Linked DNA regions of Hermetia illucens: region 2 is linked to region 1. A link is a contact called in public Hi-C data. All regions are on one chromosome and are shown on one strand. Each heading gives the region's core, a stretch centred on a gene start, on an enhancer-like site or on the middle of the called end of the contact. The rest is flanking DNA. Distances are from core to core; before and after follow the strand shown.

Evidence for each region. Hi-C and Micro-C count contacts between places; a contact is called where the count stands out from the background.
Region 2: a contact with region 1 is called in a Hi-C map of an unstated tissue, with 5 times the contacts expected there. The contact joins the promoter of LOC119647495 here to the promoter of LOC119649441 in region 1. A contact is called at or near these places in 2 of 2 Hi-C or Micro-C datasets (an unstated tissue and whole body).

The regions. Positions count from the first base shown.
Region 1 is chr2:33,248,449-33,253,157 of iHerIll2.2.curated.20191125, reverse strand. LOC119649441 (peroxisome biogenesis factor 1) reads left to right here and starts at 1,360. Exons shown (of 12, transcript XM_038051591.1): 1 at 1,360-1,637; 2 at 1,813-1,933; 3 at 1,995-2,098; 4 at 2,155-2,269. The coding sequence starts at 1,545.
Region 2 is chr2:33,438,046-33,442,810 of iHerIll2.2.curated.20191125, reverse strand. LOC119647495 (RNA exonuclease 4) reads right to left here and starts at 1,550. Exons shown (of 1, transcript XM_038048453.1): 1 at 400-1,550. The coding sequence starts at 1,388. The coding sequence ends at 525. LOC119647494 (formin-like protein) reads left to right here and starts at 1,600. Exons shown (of 9, transcript XM_038048452.1): 1 at 1,600-3,282. The coding sequence starts at 3,046.

The sequences.
Region 1 (4,709 bases), core at 111-2,610:
ATACCGTGGCTTTTTTAATTTTCCAATAACTGGGATCTTAGCTTTTTCCTTCACGCCTAAATTTGCTCTCACCAAAACGGTTTTAAATTGGTTAAATACCACTGGCAGTGCAATTTTCAGGAACTTTGGGCCAACATTTTTTAACCAATTCTCTCATATCTATATGAGAACAATTACTGGATCTTTACTAATTTCCCTGCAGTGATATTATTGCGTACACAAAAATCCTGAATCCAATAATGGGGGTATTTGACATCCATTTTGCTCAATTTAGTGGCGACTTTCTCTGCTTTTCAGCTTTTTATAAGCCCGACCACGTTAACTTGAAACGCAAAGATAAATCCCTCCATTTCAGCAAAATCTCCGCAGCACACAGCTAACTATTCGACAAATGGGAATCAACAAGCGGTTGCCAGAAGCAATTCTATTTTTACTGTGTTTTGCCTTCGATTTTTATTCATCAATCCGCTCTTGGTTTGTCTTCACCGGACTCAGAGAGTAGAAAGACCGAGCCTTTAGGTTAAATATAGTCAAGCTGCAATCTTGCTTACATACAATTGCATGCAAGGGATTTGCCTGTTCTTTGCTGTGAAAATTAGCATGTAGGGATCGACTTGGTGGTATTGTTATGCCCCAAGTTCAACCTACGTTGTCATGAAGGCAGAGCATCCTTAAAATCACCAACTTGGGCATGGGTTCCTTGCAGAATTCCTGGGTATTTGTAGAAGTCTGTCTTAGTCATAGCTTGGGTGTGAAGGTTACCAATGGTATATCTCACATGTGGATTGTGACCACTTCTGCGGATGGCTTGGATTCGACACTTGTCTAAACCAATTCCCGTCTGAATCAATATAACAACTAAAGAGATTTCTTTGCTTATCCTACAACTACCGAGCCGATAATAAGATGCTTTATGCAATCCCTTCATCCCATTCGGCAGTTTTTTGCTACTCGGACAGAATGCTGGTGGCCTTGAACGTTGCGGTTGCCTACAGCCATTCAGACTGAATCTATTCATCCCTCCTCTTTCCACAACCGGGCTTGGGACCGGATACAGCAGTTTTGCATTGAAGTAAATCTTCTTTTTCCCTTTTTTGAAGTTGGGATTCTCACGGATTTATTGCAGCAGACCGTTAAGTATATACTGGACTTGTGACGAAAGGCTTTTTTGACTCACTAGCCCAGCGTTAAGAGAAATGTGTGTTAGCAAAAACTTTTTTGTAGAAAAATGTCTCTGCAACGGATATTCTGACGTCATTCCTCTAATCGACTGCAGCGCCAAGCAATCTTAATGCAGCCATTTCTCCAACTACACATCCAAACACAGAACAGCTGCTAAGCGTCAATTGCGTGCGGAAGGACAGCTGATTGATAGCTGTCACGGTTCGTTTTGGCTTTGCACAATTTCGGCGAGTACTTTGCAGTAATTCGGGTGTTACGCGAATTGCGCGAGAAGGCACTTTGCCCCCAGCTTAAGATAAAATCGAGTCGGCTCCGGTTGCATTCTGAATCCGTTTTAATTCATGGTTTTGTGATCCGACAAAATGTTCCGCCGCACCTTCAAGCTCACGTACCGGCCGATGCGCAACAATTTTGTCCTTTTGCCGTCCAACTACTATGACTTGGTCTCCACATATGTAAGTGCTCCACGGGTCGTGTTGCGCACGCGAAGACAAGGACGCAGCCGAGTTGGGGAATTTGCGCGCGCGACAACTATTCATGGTCACTGGCTATTTTTAAATTATGCTGAGTCGCTTCTTTCTGTTTTTGTCTTTTACGCATTCTGGTGGGCTTTTGACGGCATTCTGGCAGGAGAACGGGTGTCTTAGTTTGTCATGTGGGAAGGTGCTTCACTACGTGACCTGGGCGCCACACGCAGGCCCCATGAAGGATACCGAGATCGGGATAAACGCCCGAGTGGCCAAGGAGATTGGTGGGTCTATTGAGGTGGAAATGGTGGGAGTTGTTAAAGGACGTTTTGATTGTGCTTGCAGGGCTCAAGGAGAATGACTTGGTGAAGGTGGCGCTTGTCGAGAGTATGCTTCCAATCAGATCCGTATTTGTAACGCCGGTCACGGCCAAGGATTGGGAAATTATTGTGAGTAGAGCAAAGCAAGCTCCGTGATGTACTTAACATTAATTTTTGTCCTCTAGGAGCTAAGTACGGAGCAAATCCAAACTACGTTACTGGAGCAAACTCGGGTGATCAATTCGACTCAAATTCTGGTTGTGTGGATAAATCGGTCGATGCAGGTTAACTTCACAGTAGGTACGTCGATTTGACTTTCGTTTCCTGTTCAACATTGGTAGGAAATGGTTAATGAGAAATTTAAGCTAGGGACGGCCAGAATAAACATCCGATCCCCGATTTAAATAATATTCTGGGAACCCGTTAACGAACCAAGAAAGGTCTCGAACTTATTTTTAATTTATTGCAGGCAGGAGGTGATTGCCGCAACCCCAGCTCTAGCTGGCCCGTTTAGATTCCCTTTTCACTCACTTGTGTGTTTAGGGCGTAACGGACTGAAGTCGTCAACGTCCATCGCTGGAGATTCTCAATGGGATACTAATCAATTCATCGTTGCCTTTCACTCTTTGGTGGAGTATAGCGTGTCATCGCTTGCGGTTACCTGAAATGCGATTCAGCACACCCCACGACTTCACGAGATGCCCGCACTCGTCCTCTACTGTTCTACGCCAAGTGCCTTTCGACCCTTCGAACGACTCACCCGCGGGCCATTTTGGGAGAATGGATCCCACTGCATGTCATAGTCCGCAATGCAATTGTTGCCTTCCTTCTGTCTTCTGATCACATCGCATACGAGTGCCAAGTTCTTCGTTTGAGATAGGGCCAGGCCACCGTACTCCGACAGGTATTGGCGAAAGCTTGGAGCTTTTGAGTAACATTGGAGTTCACTTTCCATGTGCTACAGAAAAAACACTAGCACAGAACAGTCTCAACTTGATCTTAGGATTTTAGTGTTGAGATAATTATATTGCCAGAATGAATCTAGCGCTGTTACTGCGTCGGGCAACATCCATCTGTCGGCAAAAACCACGCTACCTAGATATACAAATTGATCGACGTTTTCGATGCTCTGCTCATTTATGCGGCTAGGGAGAGTGCGATGATCCGTCAGACTGAGAATCTTCAGTCTTACTCTACTTGCCTCTCTTTCCAAATCCAGAACCATTTGGCCAAGGTCCATGACCCGGTGAGGGAGCAAACAGATGTCATCAGCGTAGTTGAGGTGTTTGAGGAAAGATGTCTTGGTTCATTGAATTCTTCTACGTCCTCCGGACAAGGCAACATGAAGAATGTCATCGATAACAAGAAGAAATAATATTGGCGACAGGATGCAACTCTGGCGGACTCCGCTTTGGACTTCAAAGTCCTCCGAGATTTTACCTCGGAGCAGGACGTGACATTTTGCACCATCTTATGTCGCTCTGATAATAGCTATTAGTTTCTCCAGAATACCCTTCCTGTGTACAGTACTACAGATACACTACCTGCTCACGCCATTAAAAGCTTTCTCGAAATCGATGAAGAGCAGGTGCCGCGCAGATCAAAATTCCGCGTACTATTCCAGAATGATCCATGGGATGTTGATGTGGTCAATGCAGTAAAATCCGGATAGGAAACTAGCCTGCTTTCTGTCGATCAAGCTTTCGAGGTGTTGTGCTATTTGCTTTGCGACGGCAGAAGCGAAGGTACCCCTCCAATTGTCACACTCAAAATGTGTGTCTTCTTTTAACGTTTTGTATAAAACAAAACCTTATCAAAAGCGGTTTACTGTCTGTCCGTCTGTCTGTTCGTCACACGCATTTTTCTCGGAGACTGTTGCAACGATTAACACCAAATTTGGTGGAAAGTTGAGAACTATGAACGCTCACGCATGCAGTGAGTTACATCCTTTTATGTCGAATTTAAGGGGGGGGTCCCCATATATGCAAAAAGCGGGTGTAATTTTTTTTCACCAAATATAGGCATGTGCGGTATCAGATGAAGTGTCTCGATTAGTGCTTTCCAAAACCGGTCTTAGTTTTAACATTTGTTGGAAAGGTGGCGAGTGCGGGTGGTCGAAAGCGATCATTTCTTTAACGGACCCATTCTCAGTAACTGTGGATCATCAACTTGTGCTCAAGGTATGGGGCAGCGAATCAATAAATGACGACTGGCAAAGGGGCATTATCTGTCTTATATATAAAAAGGGAGATATCACACTCTGCAGCAATTATAGAGGTGTCACATTGCTGAGTACCATCTATAAGATAATCTCCGCTATCTCGCTAGGCCCGATAGCCCCATACGCCCACAACATCATTGGCCCATACCAAAGAGGTTTCACTCCAGGCAAATCAGCAACACATCAGATTTTCTCTCTGCGGCAAGCGATGGAAAAACTGTTAGACTATGGACACCATTCATCGACTTTAAATCCGCCTATGATAGCATAGTCAGGGTAAAACTGTACACGGCCATGCGAGAATTCGATATCCCGACGAAATTAATAAGACTGACTAGGCTGGCCCTGACCAATGTACGAGGCCAGATAAAAACAGCAGGATCACTCTCAAGACCATTCAACATCAACAACGGTCTAAGACAAGGGGATGCCCTACTATGCGTCCTCTTTAACCTGGCCCTGGAGAAAGTGATCCGTGATGCTGAGGTAAATGCAATAGGTACGATCCTCTTCAAGTCG
Region 2 (4,765 bases), core at 301-2,800, 190 kb before region 1:
TTGAGATCACCATCCGAGGAATCAAGTCACCGTTGCTTCAGCCGGCCTTTTGGTTGTTTTTCAACGACTTCGATGTTCGGAACCACCTTGGCAAGTGAATTCTTCCTACAGTGAATTACGTGACCATACCATCGGAGACGCTTCTCTGGAACTTTCTCCACGGGTGCAACCCCAGATCGATCGGGGATATCCTCATATTGCATGTGATCAAGGTGTGTTACGCCACAGGTCTAACGCATCATCTTCGCCTCTATTACCGTGTCTACGGTTACCATCTTTTATAGTCGGTCAACACTCAGAACCATAGAAGGCGACAAGACGGACGAATCTGAAGTAAATTTTAGACTCGCCACAGAACTATGCTCATAAAACGACTAATTTTAAAAAAAATCCAACGCATAAGATCAATAAAAATCTATTTTTATTACAAAAGATAATCCTCATAATATCTCGTAACATCAATATCGTAAGCTAAAACAGTAGAGAGTGAAGTGAAGAAAGAAAAATTCAATGATCATGAACAACTAGCTCCTACGCCGGCCATGGTGCGTTCGGTGGTGGATGAGTTTCTGCAGGTACCGCTCCCATTCTGCACTAAAACGTACATAGACCTGCATGCAGGCGCGCGCGTCCTCCACGGAACTGTGCTCGCCGCCTTGAATGTCCATTCCCAGTATCGCCTTGGCCAACCGCTTCAGGCTCGGAGTGGCTCCGTTCGACACAAGCTTAGCGAGCGGCCGGTACTTAGCTGTGTCCCGGATGTGTTGGTACGGATGCTTGATTCGCAGGACGGCCAGGTCGTTCTTCACCGAGTGGCCGACAAGCACTTTGTCGCGCAGCATCTGCTTCACCTCCTGTTGCACCTTCTCGAACTCCTCGCCGTTCTCCATGTTATGAGGACGAATGCCGCTCACTTTTGTCCGGTAGTCGACCACCTCCTCTTGCGCTTGGACGTACTTATCCATGAGCACTTCGCCGTTTTGGTTGACTATGGACACCCGCGCCAGCATATCGTCCTGACCGTTCGGTCCGATGCCGACCATTTCGCAATCCATCGCTACAAACTTGGTCCATTTCGCCGATCTCTTCGGTTTGTCCTTTTTCCTTTTGTTTTGTGGTTTCTCGTCTTGGTCGGTGGCGGTTGGTTTTTTGTTGGCTTCGGGAGCGTTATCCCAGTTCGAACCCGCCATGCGTCGACATAAAATCGAGATAGCGTTTCCGCTACTTGACTTCTGTGGAGATCCCGTTTTCTGCTTGCTGGAGTTGTTTGAGTTTGTCCCGGTTGAACCCTTTTCGGGCGCGCTCTTCGTCTCACCCTTCATCATGGCGTAACCAGTAAACTTGAAAACCAGCCAGACAGTAACAATTGCAAATGCGAACTGAAGCATCGAGTCCCCGACGACAATTTGCCGTTTCCATTCAGTTGTCCGAGTGAAAAATGTATTTAAAATTCGATGACATTCCAGGAAAAATCGCTCCGTACTGCGATCAGATGTTCGCGGGTCGAGTGGAAAAACTCTCGTGGTACGAAGTGTCAGATTGACTGTCAAACGGAATGTCAAAGCGGTTGGGTGTCTTCTTCGTGGTAGAGAGGCGAATACATTCGGAAAGTGTCGGATGGCCGCTGGCTGGAAAGATGGCGCGACGGTAGGTTGGAGGACAATTGCACAAAACACTTCATGAGTTTTTCCATGGAATTCGGAGTTCAGTCGAGTTTATGATGTACTGAGGTTGGGAGTGTCGTATTTCGCGCCGCCCGTGTTTACGTCGCGTCGCTACTAACTGTTTTGTCGACTGTGCTCGTGTCCCCGCAATTGCTTTTGGATTTTATTTATTTTCGCTGTGCCCGAGGATTCCCCCATTTCTGCAGAACATCCCCCGGAAACGTCCCCTGAAAGTCCAGTGAAAAAACGCGGAAAACCTGTTGCATTTTTTCGTTCCGCTTCCAGTTCTGTTTGTGTCCCTTTTGTGTGTTGTGGAATATAACGAGCTCGTCCGCGAAAGTCTGCAGTTGAGGAGGAACCGAGTCTGTGGCCGCCATCCGAGCCTAGTTTTGCTGGAAATTCGAATCCTAATCGGAAATTCGTCAAAAGTTGTCGAACTCCTCGCCTGCAAACGGCCTGAAAGGGTGCCTCGCGCGAAAGAGACAGTCGCACGCCCCCTCGTTGCAGCTTGACAAGAAGTCGATTGCACTCGTCTCCGGCGACGGGCGCGGAATGCATCATTCCGTCGCTTTGTTGTTCTTGCGTCCCACTCTGGCGCGTGCCCGCAATTAGGTGGCGTCTCGGTCTCGCCTGAAAGGATTTCCACGGAGATTTGATGACCGCGCGCACGCACACAGCAGCAGCCCCGCGACGTCGGATGCAAGCGGAAGTTGTCGTGGACTTTCGAACGTGACCGGCGACCGGGTCCTTCCCATTTTGTGACAGTTGACAGGACGACGGGATGTCAGTTGTATTGCGGTCAGAGTGAACAAAAAGGAGCGTTTCGCAGCTTGTTGGAAAATTGTCTCGAAATTGTGTGTTACTGCGTCTACCGTGCGGTTCGAAATTGTCCTTTCGGCGTCCAATTCGTGGAATACGCTCGATGCTTTCGGCTTGAGCCCGGCGCAGAAATTGTTTCAGTTCGTCCGCGACAGTCACGACCTTTTTGTTTTTCAAGTGCGGCAGGTCGGCGACTGCCCGAACTTTCGTGAGAGTTGTGCAAGAAGTGCTAGGAAAATTGCAGTTTTGATCCGTCACGCGAAGGATATCGACTCCAAACTGATACCCTCAAGGGTCCCCCGTTCGCTTCTTCTGAAGACCAGCATCCCTGTCGCCAGCATCCGCGGCAGCCCCCGTTTCACCCCCGCCGTAACCAGTCCAATCTCTCAGTCTGTTTCGCAACAGGGAAACGTGGTCGTTCAACTCGTTCCGGTCCGCTCTGCCGGAGAACATCTTTGGACTGGAGCTCTTCGGCCTCCTGCACGAGCAACTGCTAAGTTGCACCCTTTGCTGCCGCCGTGCCCTGCGTCCCGGTGACGCCGTCGCCGCCGGCAGCAATAAAATGGGGGTAGCACGATCGCGTCCGCTCGGCACGGCGGCAGGGGATTCCGTGTCCGACGAGAATGGATCCATCCTGACGAGCGGCCTGCAACGGGGCAGCGGGCAATCGCCACTGTCGCCACAGAACTCGATCCTGTGGAAGCAGAACAATCATGTACGGCAGGCGAGCGTGCGGAGCAGATCGGCCCAGCCAATGCCTGATCCTAGCGAATTGGATCGACGTTTTGCGAAAGTTTTGGTAAGTGCTTGAGCCTTTTTTATTTTTAGTCAATGTGGGTCATGGAATTCTTCAGGCGATTTCATTGATTGCGAATTCAGTTATTTTTGTATCCTTGACTGATTTGGCGTTGACGTGATTTCAAAAATATTCTGAATTCTTCCTTTTTTCGGGAGAAGGGTAGGTGAATGCGTTTACGTTGGACTCTGGCAACAGCACGCTGTCGGACAACCAACTAAACACCTCCCTGTCATCAAAGAACTACCCTGGAACCATTTAACACATTAATTCGGGCTAGCCCTCCCGCTCTCCCGTCTTTGGGAGCCTTCAAGTCAGGGAATTCCTTTCAGCAACGGGAGGGGAGGGGAGCAAGGAGTTATCACTTCAGGGAACTCCTTAGCGTCCTATCCCTTCGCTGGTCGAGTTCAATGTTCTTCGCAATAAGAAGAACCCGAACACAATGCGCAATACGATTCCAGCTGCCAGCGCTCTTCAGCATCTCTCTGACAATGTTGTCTGGAGAGAGCTCCCCTGTGTCTGCATAAAGCTGCTGACGAAAGCCGTTCCACCTTGTTCAGCGTCATCTGCCACTCCATTGCAGAACACACAATCAGGAGATCGCGCCTTCCCAAGTCTGTGCAGGTAAGACAGGAAACCTCTACGCCCACTTAGAAGTTGGGTAAGGAAGTAATCAATCTCACCATGCGTTCGGTGCAATCACGGGTCTAATTTGCCGATGAGCCCCGTAGTCCATCTGCTCTTGGTTCATTTTGCCAAGAAAGTTGCCACTCGGTAAGGTTGCGTTGACGTTCTTAAGCTTAGGGCTCCTTGGCAAGGAAGGCAACGGGGATCACTCTCGCGATTACCATCACAGACGGTTCGGAGACGGTGTGATAAGCAGACGCCACTCGCAAAGCTACCCGCCTCTCGACTTGAGCAAGGATCTTACGACGCACCTCATTGTCAAGGGCATCAGCCCATACCTCCGCGTCATAGAGCAGAACCGACTGCGTTGCTCCCATAAGGAGATGTCTCCTAGTAGATGTAGGGCCCCGACATTCACGATTAGCCGACTCAAGGCCGCGGCTTCAGCTGCAGTCCTGTCTGCTGCTGCCTTGATTTACTCGAAGAAGCTCTTCTTCGAGTCGAGCATTAAACCAAAGTATTTAATCGCTGGTTTTGACTCTATAGTCAACTCGCCGATCGATAGGGGACGCAGGGCCGGAATTCTCCTTCTAGTCAAGATGACTAATTTTTTTTCTCCAGCGCAAGGCTGAAACCGTGAGCAGTCATCCATCCGCTTACCCGTCGCATCAATATGCCAAGTCTGCTTTGCACCTATTCAACAGTGCGTCCGGTAACAAGTGCCGCAACGTCGTCTGCATAACCGACCAGGCGCGACCCTTCGGGCATACCGAGTAATCTTATCATAAGAAGCGTTCCAGAGGTCTGGCCCTAGGATGGATCCCTGCGCTACTCCGGACGTGATTTTCATCCTCCTTTG